Regions from separate parts of the Triticum aestivum genome. Here region 1 is linked to region 2. The links are chromatin contacts, called in public Hi-C maps. All regions are on one chromosome and are shown on one strand. The core of a region is the stretch at or near the end of the contact, and the rest is flanking DNA. Distances in the headings are between cores, read along the strand shown.

What was found. Hi-C and Micro-C count contacts between places; a contact is called where the count stands out from the background.
Region 1: a contact with region 2 is called in a Hi-C map of leaf, with 5 times the contacts expected there. The contact joins the enhancer-like site here to the promoter of LOC123187369 in region 2. A contact is called at or near these places in 5 of 5 Hi-C or Micro-C datasets (leaf, root and an unstated tissue) and 1 of 1 datasets of contacts at active chromatin or transcription factors (leaf).

The regions. Positions count from the first base shown.
Region 1 is chr2A:47,375,758-47,382,381 of IWGSC CS RefSeq v2.1, reverse strand. No RefSeq gene overlaps it. Among protein-coding and RNA genes, the nearest start is that of LOC123184633, 10 kb to the left of the region's middle. Within about 2 kb of position 2,116, at least 5 of the 8 cell types and tissues checked have an H3K27ac peak or open chromatin away from gene starts, as enhancers often do. A contact at or near this core is called in leaf, where this site is marked.
Region 2 is chr2A:47,172,357-47,179,172 of IWGSC CS RefSeq v2.1, reverse strand. LOC123187369 (abscisic acid receptor PYL4) reads left to right here and starts at 2,704. Exons shown (of 2, transcript XM_044599220.1): 1 at 2,704-3,631; 2 at 3,697-3,835. The coding sequence starts at 2,806. The coding sequence ends at 3,459.

The DNA.
Region 1 (6,624 bases), core at 867-3,366, 200 kb before region 2:
TTTTTTATTTCAAGAAAGGGGTCTCTCCCCGATTTCACTAATGAAACAATATAGAGGATCAGAATTCTTAATATATGTAGAACCATTTAATATATTATCTTGGGAAACGGCATAGCATACCCCGACCCTCGCGTCGCCAACCCTAGGCGACACGGGGGAGATCGGCCGCCGCGCCCTAGGCCTCCTTTCACGCCGGCGAAGTCCGGGATGTGAGCCATGACGGCGGTGGCAGGGACTTCTCCCTCGCGCGCGGTGGTGTCTCCCTCTGGCGGCGGCCACATGGACACTCCGGTGATTCGGCGGCGCGGTGCGGCGGGATCCCAGGCGCGGATGTGACGATAGCGGCGACGCCCCTGTGGCGGTGGCCTGAATCTCGGATCTCGCCGGGCCTAGATGGGCTTAGGCGAGCCGGCGGATCTGGTGCGCGGCGGCAGGCTGGTGCGGTGGGCCTGACGTAATCGGCTGCTCTGGCACCGTGGTGGTGCCATGGCCGGTCAGGCGGCGGCGGCTGTGTACTTTTGGCCCGGTCCCTGACATAGAAGGTGACGATCCGTCCACAAAAAGCTGGATGGAGTTCGCCGAACAGATCTGGGTGAAAACCTAGTCTCGGCTTGATGCCAAGACCGGCGATGGCGGCGCTCTTCGGTGTCGTTCCCTTCTTGGAGGCATCGTCATGGAGAAGTTCTAGGGCAACAACTGCTACCTCCGGGGGAAACCCTAGATCAGTAGATCAGAAGACGGTGGTACTCTTGTGTCGTTTCCCCCTGGGGGCGTCGTTCTTGGAGGTGTGCATGGGCTCGAGGGACCAGTGGACTGCAACTTTGGTGGAGCGGTGCTTCATCCTACACATTGATGGCGACGGATCTCGACAGCGTGGCCGAGTGCAGATTCGGTGTCCGATGTGCGGGGATGGACTCGCGCAGAAGGACGACATTGTCTGGCGTCGTGGTGGCGTCGATGGTAGAGAGGCCTAACATGGTCGATGCGTCAGTTTCTGCTATGAAGATGGATCGATGGAAGACGATGGTGTCGGGCCTTGTAGGGTGCGCATGTGGTGCCCGCTGTGAGTACGCTGGACCGGTGTGTGACCCAGTCCTGGTATTGTGGCGTTAGATGTTAGGTTTTGGTGCAATGTCTGTCTGGTATTAGACTCGGACATTGGGCATGCTTTATTAAGGGAATAGAAGTAACAACAGGTGTTGCCTGGATGGCGGCTTCAGACGTACTGATGTATTACTTTGAAAGGTCTTTATGAATAATTAATAAAATGGTTGCATGCATCGTTCAAATGCAGAGGCCGGAGGTACATCTTCCTTTTCAAAAATAAAATAAAACCTGAATATGTGGCTGGCTGCAAATGGTGCATTGTAATTCTCCTCAACACAATCCAATTTGTGCTAACCCTGTAATGCTGCCCACAGGTTGACAAACTGTGGAATACTCCCCTCCTTCCATCAGGAGCGAACCATCTTCATGAACTTGCCAAATCCTCCAAACTTCAGAAGTTTCTCCATCCAGAAACTTCTACAGTAGCTAGTACCACACCACCAGCAGCACCACCATTTTAATAAAATGTTTGGCTGTCCCATCTAATAAAATACGGCCAATGGCCCTTTGAGAAATAAAATGTTTGGCCGAGTGTAAATGGTGCATTGTTAATTCTCTCTGAACGCAATCCAATATGTGCTAACCCTATCATGCCTAGACTAAGATAGTGTGCCCTTATATCTTTGTAATCTGGCACGCACAATGCTAGCCATAGGTTTGGCCAGTCTGTCATCTCCATGAACGCGCCAAATCCTCCAAATTTCAGAAGTTTCTCCATCCAGAAACTTCTAGCTACTACTACAGCACCAGCATTTAGTAAGTGTGAATGGTGGTGCATTCTTAATTCTCCTCAACACAAGATATGTTTGTCTAATCTGTGACGCGCAACGCTACCCACAAGTATGGCCCGTCTGTCAGCGGTCCAGGAAACCCCGAATCGTCTCCATGAGCTCGCCAAGTCTTCCAATTTCCAGAAGTTTCGCCGTCCGGAAACTTCTACACCACCACCAGCACCACCCTGCCAATCTATCTATGATCTATCCATCCAACCGGGGCGCACATGTCCCTGTCGACCTCCTCCTCCTCACGCACGCAGCCGGCCCACGGGTTTGGCAACCGGCCAGGATAGGAAACGCTCAGATATGCATTGCCAAATCGAACTGGACCAAGGAAAGGCGACACACTTGATGATGCCTCCACACGGCTAAAACACACTGCTACTCGTCATCATCTGGCCTTTTGAGACTGTGGTGCTCATCTCCCATCAGTGCACCAGAAATGCATTCCACTAACTGAAACGCCACACAGCAGCAATACTGCAACTTTAAGTTACCAAAGGCGGACAGGGGTTGCTTTGCTTGTCAGGTCACGCACGATATGAGAACATGCAGCAGGTAAAAATGGGAGGAAGAGTGGAAGACGATGACGAGGGTGGAGCAACAGTCCAACGGCAGCAGCCACAGTTAGATGGATGGATGGTCTCGGGCCCCCAACCAACACAAGTTGCATCATTTTTTTTGTTCATTCACGGTGGTGATATCACCTGCACTGTGTATGAGACAACCTGCCTTTACAACCTTTTCTTCCTTGTCCGCTCCTGCCTTGAATTGAAAATTCATGGCGTTGCTCATCCCACTATTGTTGCCATGGATTGGATTGGAGAGGCACTGCTCCTCCGAAAATATCTACCACTTGTGTGTGCGACCTGTTGTCATTGTCTTGTTGTTGTTGCATGAGATCCACATGGCCGTGAAAAGGTTTTCGCTGAAGAAAATCAGCATGCTATGTGGATAGATTTGAAGGTTCATTCTTCTCTTTGGGATTTAAGAAGATCTCCGCCCCCGATTTCAATCAAAGAGACCGATGAAACACAACATTGATCCTTTCCAATGAATTGCTCACTTTTTTTTTGAATTTTTTAATGAATTGCTAGTCAAAGACTAATCATAACAAAGCAGAATAGGAATGCATGCTATTCTTGTGATAATAAAATAGATAATTGAGGAGCAACTAGAAGGCGCCCAACTCCTCAGTTCGCCAGAAACATCCCCGATTACAATACAATACACATCTCTGTCAAACCGGAATTTGATGAATGTTTTCGGACAATCAACGCAGTGAAAGAAATTTTAAAATGCTTTGAGGCCGCTGTCGTTACCTACATGCATTATTACTCGCCGGTACGAATTAGAAAGAGGATCTGTACCAACCCAAGCCGACAGACCCGCAGACAACAACGGCAGGAGGGTGCAGTACGCGTCGTCCTCGCAAGTAATTGTGGATCACCAAAGGGGGTTGAACAGCCATAAGATCGGACTAAGACAAAGGCAGGTCGGCCGATTCAAGAGTCACACCACACACAACACAAAATATCCAAAACTCCAACGGGGCAAAGGGCAAGTCGGCAGATTTGAGATACAAGCCTCTCACAATAATTTCAAGTTAAACACTAAATGACAATATGTTATGAGGTCCGCTTTCTGTCGTTGCGTGGTCTTGTGTTTTTTTTAACGCATGAGGTCGATGCTGGGCCCGGGTTTGAATTCTGGTGCGGTTGTATCGGCTTGGCATGGTAGGTTTAATTAAAAATCTTCCATTTCAAATTAAATTTTTTAAAATTGAGTTCTTTTGTGTGGGAAAAAAATCAGTGCACCGCATTACAAATTGTCAATATTACAAATGGTGTGTTTTCAAGGATAGGCCTACACGTGACCACTTATCACGGGACCCACCAACTGACCCATTTCACATCATCTATGGCCGCCGTCGCATTCGCGAGCAAGTGGTCGTGAGAGGCGATCGAACAAAGCAGAGCAACGTCTCGTCTTGAAAAGACCCATCACGAGGGTGTGTGTTGTCTATAGTTTTCGTGTTTTAATTGGGATTGTTTTTTCCTGGAGCAATTCAAAAGCTTCTTATATCTCGCTTTGTTGTTTTTCTGTCATCGTGTACTCTATGTATTTTGGATGTGCGCATTGTCCATAGGACGGGGGGTTTTAATCCTTGTGCGGTTGTATGAACTTACAAAATTGGCGGGACAAGCAAGACGTGGCGGCTAGCAGCAGGGTGCGGCGGAGACGGGGGCATGCAAGACGCGGGCGCGCGCTGGCGAGCGCGTCCGGGTGCGGGCAAGCGCATTGGGGCGAGCATGGGGCGCGGGGCTAGCGCGCGGGCGACGTGGTCGTCAGCGAGGGCTCTGGGGGCGGTCAGGCGTGGGAGCAGAGGCAGGAGCAGCGCGCCCACTAGATGTTCGAGGAAATGCCCGGGCGGACATCTTGTGAAATGGAGCAGCCCTGCTGGGTACCCGTGCTCCAAGCCGGATCGTCCGTTTGATGTCCGTTTTCTGCCCCAAGTGGACAAAACAGATGTTCGTTTGGGGTCGACGGTTGGAGTTGGCCTTAGGTGAACGCAATGGCCTCGCACGCAAAAAAAAGTCCCCTTGTCTCGCATTCGCGGCGTCGTCGCCCCTGGACGGCTGGAATCTGGCCATGGCCTTTGCTCGCAGATGTTGTGTGGTTGCTTGCGGTGATTTATTTGGGCACTCCTCGCAGTGTTTTGCTGTGCGAGGAGGAGAAAAGATGGGTGTGGCAGGGGAGACAGCAGCAAGAGATAGAGATGGATTGTCAAGCGGTAGAAGAAAGATAAGGAAGGAGATTACAGTTTCTAGCCACATGGGGTCCATGGTGCATGGGGCACGCGTGACTGGCCGAATTTCTAAAATCGTTATCGATATCAGATAGGGGGCAGCAAATGTAATTCGGGTAATGTATACAATGGATACCTATGTTTTTCAGTTAAGTGGGCACTGCAAAAATGTGATCTACATCTTTTTTTTAGTAAAATGTGATTTAGTAGGAAGAGATGAGATCGTGATTTACATCTTTTTATAGAGAAATGTGATTTACATCTTTTTATAGATGGATTGTGGGGTGGTGGAAAAAATATAAGGAAGGGATAGCGCGTCAGGCTATGGCGCGTGGCACACCCTTCGGCCGAATTTCTACTCACTTAGACTAGATGGACTGTCCCTAAGAAAAAGACTAGATGGACTGCAGTGTGGTGGAAAAAAGATAAGGAAGGAATCACCGTTTCTAGCCGCATGGGGCCCATAGCTTGTGGCGCACACGCGACCGGCTGAATTTCTAGCCGATCGACTGGATATAATTGTTATCCATATTAAATAAAGGCAAAGAATTTAATTTGGGTCACACGCAATATTGGATAACTAATGTTTTTCAGATAAGTGGGCACTGTAAAAATGTGATTTACATATATTTATTTGTAAAAAATGTGATTTGGGTAGGAAGAGAGGAGACGTTGATGCCCTAGAGATTAGCTGCAACTGGAAGCGCGTTGCTTCCCGGTGAACCACAGGTGCTCGGCACTATATATACGCGTCTCTTTTCACTCACTTTTAACTAGTAGAATGCCGTTGCAACAGTCATTTTAATTTTTTTGCTGGTGCTATAGAACATACTTATGTTATAAGATATTCTACTTTATATTATTAAGTACAAAGGTTATGTGATTGGTCTTGCACCATTGTGAAAGAACATATAACCTTTTATAAGGCATTCCAATTCATTGTTTGATAACAAGGCATCTCCAATGTCCACAACCTTGGTCTTTTGGGGGTAGACATGATTGATTCAATGACAGTAATATCTTTAGACGCACAGACATAATTTGTCATCATGATATAATAATAAGCCAAATCAGTTAAATAAAAAAACAGTTTGATGAATGGAAAGACATATTCATGGTGAAAGAAAAAACCTTGTGGGGTAACATTTAGATTTACTTTTTTTTGGTTCGTTGTAGGCTTTCACTAACTGCATAGCTTTTTGTTGTATAAATCTTGGGGAATTTTGTCCCCTTCCAACGATGTCGCCTCGGGACCCTTGTCAATAGATTCTTTTTAACGTTGACAGAATCCATCTCCATCTCTCTCATATTCTACAAAAACAAATATATAAAGAAATACATCTTTTGAGTATTATCATTGTTGGGGAACGCAGTAATTTCAAAAAAATAAATCTACGCACACCTAAGATCCATCTAGGTGATGCATAGCAACGAGAGGGGAAAGTGTTGTCCACGTACCCTCGTAGACCATAAGCGGAAGCGTTATGACAACGCGGTTGATGTAGTCGTACGTCTTCACGGTCCGACCGATCCTAGCACCGAAGGTACGACACCTCCACGATCTGCACACGTTTAGCGTGACGTCCCACGAACTCTAGATCCAGCTGAGGTCGAGGGAGAGTTTCATCAGCACGACGACTTGATGACGGTGATGATGTAGTTACCGACGCAGGGCTTCGCCTAAGCTCTACAATGATATGACAGAGGTGGAAATCTGTGGAGGGGGCACCGTACACGGCTAAACAATCAACTTATGTGTCTATGGGGTGCCCCCTCCCCCGTATATAAAGGAGTGGAGGAGGGAAGGACTGGCCCTCTCATGGCGCGCCCAAGGGGGGAGTCCTACTCCCGGTAGGAGTAGGATTCCCCTTTCCCTAGTTGGAGTAGGAGAGGAAGGAAGGGGGGAGAGAGAGGGAAGGAAAGGGGGGGCAC
Region 2 (6,816 bases), core at 1,455-3,954:
AAATTGACTTGGGTAGGAAGAGAGGAGTCGATGATATGCCCCGGCCATGACCTCCGCTCAGAGATAAAGTGTGGCTGCTTGCATCGATGAGGGCATCACATGGTGATCTATTTAGAAGCTCCTTGCCGTATTTTGATGTGGTAGAAGGTAAAAAGACAAGCGCATCAGGGCAGACAACAGGGAGAGACAAAGATGGAGTGCGGTGCGGTGGAAGAAAGATAAGGAAGGGGGTCGCAGTTTATAGTCGTGTGGGGGCCATGGCGCATGCCACACGCGTTCCCCGAATTTCTAGTCACTTGGGTAGATGAATTGCGGGGCGGTGGAAAAAAGATAAGAAGGGGATCGTAGTTTCTAGCCGCATGGGGCCCATGGCGAGTGGCGCATGCGCCCGCCGAATTTCTAGCTAGTTGGCTAGATGGATTGCGGGGCGGTGGACAAAAGATAAGGAAGGGGGTCACAGTTTCTAACCGCACGGGGCCATGGCATCACCCACCATGCTGAATTGCTAGCCGGTCGGCCGGATATAATCGTTATCCATATTAGATAGGGGCAAATAAATGTAGTTTGGGGAGTGTAGAATATTGGATAACAAATGTTTTCAGCTAAGTGTGCACTGTAAAAATGTGACTTGCATCTTTCTATAGAAAAATTTGATTTGGGTAGAAAGAGATGAGACAGTGATATGCCCCGGCCACGACCTCTGCTCGGAGATGCAGTTTGGTTGCTTGCATCGACAAGGGAATCACATAGTGATCTATTTGGGTGCTCCCTGGAGTATTTTGCTGTGGGAGAAGTAAAAAAGGACAAGCACGACACGGAGACAGCAGGGAGAGACAAAGATGGAGTGCGGTGCGGTGGAAGAAAAATAAGAAAGGGGATCAGAGTTTGTAGCCATGCGGGGCCCGTGGTGTATGGCATACACGTTCGCCGAATTTCTAGCCACTTGGCTAAATGGATTGCGGGGTGGTGAAAAAATAAGGAAGGGGATCTTAGTTTCTAGTCGCATGGGGCCCATGACGAGTGGCGCACGTGCCCGTCGAAGTTCTAGCCAGTTTGCTAGATGGATTGTGAGGCGGTGGAGAAAAGATAAGGAAGGGGATCACAGTTTCTAGCCGCATGGGGCCACTGCGTCGAGCGCCTGCCGAATTTCTAGCCAGTCGGCCGGATACAGTCGTTGTCCATATTAGACAAGGGGGAAATTAATGTAGTTTGGGTAGTGTAGAATATTGGATGATAAATGTTTTCAGCAAAGTGGGCACTGTAAAAATGTGATTTGCATTTTTCTTTATAGAAAAAAAATGATTTTGATAGGAACAGAGGAGTCGGTGATATGCCCCGGCCATGATCTCCGCTCAGAGATGCATTATGGTTGCTTGCATGGACGAGGGCATAACATGGTGATCTATTTGGACGCTCCTTGCCGTATTTTATTGGGGGAGAAGGAAAACAAGGACAAGCGTTGTAGGGGAGACAACAGGGAGAGACAAAGATGAAATGCGGTGTGGTGGAAGAAAGATAAGAAAGGGGATCGCAGTTTGTAGCCGTGTGGGGCTCGTGGTGCATGGCACACACGTTTGCCGGATTTCTAGCCACTCGGCTAGATGGATTGAGGGGAGGTGGAAAAAAAGATAAGGAAAGGGATCGTAGTTTCTAGATGCATGGGGCCCAAGGCGAGCGGCGCACGCGCCCGCCGAATTTCTAGCCAATTGGCTAGATGGATTGCGGGATGGTGGAAAAAAGATAAGGAAGGGGATCACTGTTTCTATCCGCATGGGGCCATGGCGTCACGCGTCCGCCGAATTGCTAGCTGATCGGTCGGATATAATCATTATCCATATTAGATAATGGGCAGATAAATGTAGTTCAGGGAGTGTAGAATATTGTATAACAAATTTTCAGTTAAGTGGGCACTGTAAAAATGTGATTTGCATCTTTCTATAGAAAATTTTGATTTTGGTAGGAAAGAAGGAGATGTTAATATGCCCCGGTCATGACCTCTGCTCAGAGATGCAGTAAGGTTGGTTGCATCGACGAGGGCATGAGATGGTGGTCTATTTGGGCACTCCTTGCCGTATTTTGCTTTGGGAGAAGGAAAAAAGGATGAGACAAAAATGGAGTGTGGTGCGGTGGAAGAAGGAAGAGGATTGTAGTTTGTAGCCATGTGAGGTCCATGGCACGTGGCACACGCGTTCGCCAAATTTCTACACACTTGGCTAGATGGATCGCGGGACGGTGAAAAAGAAAGAAGGGGATGTAGTTTCTAGCTGCATGGCACTTATGACTCATGGCGCATGCGCCCGCCGAATTTCTATCCAGTTGACTAGATGGATTGCGGGGTGGTGGAAAGAAGGTAAGGAAGAGGATCCCAGTTTCAAGCCGCATGGGGCCACGGCGCGCGGCACACGTGCCCGCTGAATTTCTAGGTGTCGGCCGGATATAATTGTTATCCATATTAGATAAGGGGCAAAAATATTGATTTGGGTAGTGTGCAATATTGAATAACTAATGTTTTCCAGACAAGTGGGCACTGTAAAAATATGTGATTTACTCTTTTTTCACAGGAAAATGTGTTTTTTTTAAGGGAGAGAGGAGACGGGGATGCCCCGGAGACTAGCGGCAACTGGAAGCGCGTTGCTTCCCGGTGAGCCACAGGTGCTCCGCACTATATATATAGTGCGTCTCGCTCCACCCACCTTTAATTTACTCCCAAACCAAGCCAAACGAAGCAGCGCCGCAGCCCGCAGCGCACCCATCCCACCAAACAAACAGCTAGCAGGCGAGGCGACCCGCTCCGCCCTCGAGCCGATGCCGACGCCGTACAGCGCGGCGGCGCTGCAGCAGCACCACCGTCTGGTCTCCTCCTCCGGCGGCCTGGCGACGGCGGCGGCCGCGGGGGCCCACAGGTGCGGCGAGCACGACGGGACGGTGCCGCCGGAGGTGGCGCGGCACCACGAGCACGCGGCGCCGGGGGGCCGGTGCTGCTGCTCGGCGGTGGTGCAGCGCGTGGCGGCGCCCGCCGCCGACGTGTGGGCCGTGGTCCGTCGCTTCGACCAGCCGCAGGCGTACAAGAGCTTCGTGCGCAGCTGCGCGCTGCTGGACGGGGACGGCGGCGTGGGCACGCTGCGGGAGGTGCGCGTGGTGTCGGGCCTCCCCGCGGCGTCGAGCCGGGAGCGGCTGGAGATCCTGGACGACGAGCGGCACGTGCTGAGCTTCAGCGTGGTGGGCGGCGAGCACCGGCTCCGCAACTACCGGTCGGTGACGACGGTGCACCCGGCGCCCGGGGAGAGCGCGTCGGCGACGCTGGTGGTGGAGTCGTACGTGGTGGACGTGCCCCCCGGGAACACGCCCGAGGACACCCGCGTCTTCGTGGACACCATCGTCAAGTGCAACCTCCAGTCCCTCGCCCGCACCGCCGAGAAGCTCGCCGGCCGAGGGCCCGCGTACGGCGCGCTGCCGTGATCGCTCGATCCAATCGCCGGCCCGTGCCTCCCTCCGGCGGTCAACTCGAGCCCGGCTCGGCCGCAGGGGCGTTTCGGTAAAATCGCGCTCCGATTTTCCGATTAATGAATCGAAATCCATGGTGGTGGTGGTGCGCGGGTGGTGGCGGTCGATTATTTTTCTCTTGTTCTTTCTGGCGTGAAGGCGAGGGGTCGGTGGGTCGGTTCGGACCGGTCGGTGCGCTTTCCCACCCGGCCCCTCGCTGTTTCTCCTTATCGCGAGACACCCCCTAGCAGTGTTCCTAGCTCTAGTTTTCGTTGGTTCCCCTTTGTTTGTTCTGGGTAAGACGATGATAAGATTTGACAGAAATTGAGGAGTAAAAACTAGGTTCGACCGATGCAAGGCTCATCAACATCTCTGTATATACTCGTTCCATTGTGGAATGCGTGTGTTTGTGTTCTCGTCCCATTTTGGCTTCTAACATTTGGTCAAATTTACAAAATGTTGAACGAGGCACAACACACCAAAGCCGTCATATTCTCGCCGGACTGAATCAAGATTATCTCCTCACGCATTGCGGTCTTTGTCACACACCGAACCACAGATACATGCATGCATGTGCCATTTCTTTGAGGATGTCAAAACAAGAACCTGCCATTGATATGAATCAAGTACAAGTAGGGGGCGTGCGTTTGCGTGCGGGACGGGACGGGACGGGACGGGACGGAACGGGCCGGCCACTTGCACGGGACGGAGAAGTGACCAAAGGGAGAGAAAGGAGGACGTGACTGGTACCGCGGCCGTGTACTGGTACGTCGGGAGGGGAGGGAGCGAGCGTGACAGGCAACTTGCGCTTTTCCGCCTGCCCGACTTTTCCTTATTTTACTCTCCGGTCCCTCTCAATCCCCCCCTCTCTCCCTCTGCGCAGATGCAGCCGGGCTGGGCTGCAAGTGGCGTTACAAAAACCGACACCGCCAGGATAACGTGAGCGCGCACAAGTGGATCCCCGCCCACCTGCACCGCCCCCCTCCCTCTCATCTCTCTCTCTCTCTCTCTCTCTCTCTCTCTCTCTCTCTCTCTCTGGCTTAACTGAGATGGCTCTGTTTGCTTTTCTTCTAGAGAGGCTGCGACGGTCAAAGCGGGTTGTTGGGTCGCCGCTTTCTTGCACCTCCTCCGTTCCTCCGTCCGTCCGTTACCAGCGGCATGCGACGGCGGCCCGCTGCGTCGAGCCGTCCCCGTCGCGGCGGGCCCGGCGCGGTCGGCGACGGGTCGGCCGTGCCAGTCACGGTACGGCCTGCCGAGGCCTCACATGCGCGTGCATGTGCACGCACGCTTGATGCTTCACTGCCTCCCTGCCCGCCCGCCCGCCCGCACCAATCGAAATCTATTTTATACCGTCGCCATGCATGTTCCTCCCATGATTGCCGCCCAAAGTCAGGAGCGGGCAGCCATGGACGATATCTATTCAAATTTCCAGTCGAGTGATTAACAAACAGGTTTACCCAACTGGCCAGTCGATGTGATTGGCTGCGCTGTGAAAAAGAAATGTTATCTTGTGCAGGCCCTTGCGCTGTGATTGGCTGCGGCCGGCTGACCGGGACAAACAAGTGGTGGTGGTATGTACATGCCGCATACGTAGTCTTCCGGTCTTTGCATGCATACGGCGTTATCGGATGTATAGAAGTATATATAAATGGGTTGCTTCGTGTGCATGCCAAGCCAGGCGGTCTGAAACGAGGGCGCAGGCCGCCGAGATCGAATTAAGGCGACAGCTCTCATCTTTGACCGCCGAGGCGTTCACATCGTACCACACACGCTGGTCCTCACGGTCACGGATGAAGCATGGATTGGACGGCTGCGATGCTCGTGAGTTCTAGCTGGTTTGACCGGACCTCTGAGTCTCAGCGACTCGATCACGCCTGCCGGGCTGTTGTTTTCGTTAACGTATCCGGCGGTGTAGCCACTCCGGCTCCAAGTTGCATGACGACTCACTCGACTCGAACAGAGGAGGACATAAACAACGGTGAAGATATCTGTGCGGGGTTCGCATGGCAGTACGGCCGGGGTGGGATTGGGTGGACACAACGCGAACACCACGCCGAGCTCTGCTGCCTCGGGCAAAGAATGCAAAAGAAAAGAAAAGTGAGCTGCTTGATTGGTTTGTGTATGTATTGTACAACGTGCCTATGGGCCGATCTTGAGTTGTCACCGCACCACGTGCGTGCGCTGACGGGTGCGCGGGAACTTTGGCCTGCACTCTCACACTCATCCGATCCGATTGGATCGTCGTTACCCCTTGGCGTGCATTGGCAATGGATTACCTGCTGGTGTTTGCATGTGGATTTGCCTTCGTGTGTTGTGTTTGAGATTAGTGTGTGCGTCTCCAGGCTTACAACGTGCACAGTCCAGTTGGGGAGGAGAACTAGTCGTAGTACTGATTAACGTGCAGCTTGTCCAAGCTGCTGCGTACGTACATGCCGACCCACTGGAACAAAGAAAAAAAATGATCAACTGTCAAGAAATTTATGCGACTACGCGACCGCAACTTGAGGGGTGGACACAACGGTCGAGCTTGGATTGGGTGGACTGGACACAACGAGTGCACAACGCTCTGCATATTGCCAAAAGCAGCTTGAGCAATTTCAGCAAAGGGAACCGCTTCTTTGTAAATGTGTGTATGGGTCGATGAGTCGATCTTCTGTTATCACTGCACAGCTGCACTACGGCCATGGACGCTGTGCTGACGGGTGTATGGAGGTCAGTGATGATGGAGGTTCAACATATGGGTTTCCCCCGCCCCAACTTTTTCTTAAGCCAAGGCAACACAAAACAGTGACGGTTAACAGCTCTCAGCACAGCCCAAAGTAGCTGCAGCATTTTTTCTTCTTCTGAAAAGGAGGTTAAACCTATACCTCTGCATCAATCGATGCATGCATTCATTCTTATTAATTATTCAATAAAGGTCTGACAAGAACATACATCAAGCCATCTGAAGCCACCACTCACACCTACAAACTCGATAATATGGATTGCTCTCACTTTCCATATCTAAAACCGGTGTCGTCACCGATCCATCCACATAACGTATCGGAACTAACCGCCGGTGCAGCAGATCTAAAGCGCACACCATATCCACACGTTTTAGAAGCCACCATCATCATCGAACCGCTGACCCATCTTCAGAAGAGAGATCCGCATCATCCTTGCCAGTCCGGACATCCGTCGACGCCACCATGACGCTCAACGACACCACCGCCTTGCGCTCGTCTATCCAGACGCGAAGACTCTGGAAGATCTGTCGTCCGTAGAACCTGCCGACCAAGCATGACACAACGTAGCACCCGTCGGCCAGGCATGAGTTGACATCTCCACCGAAGC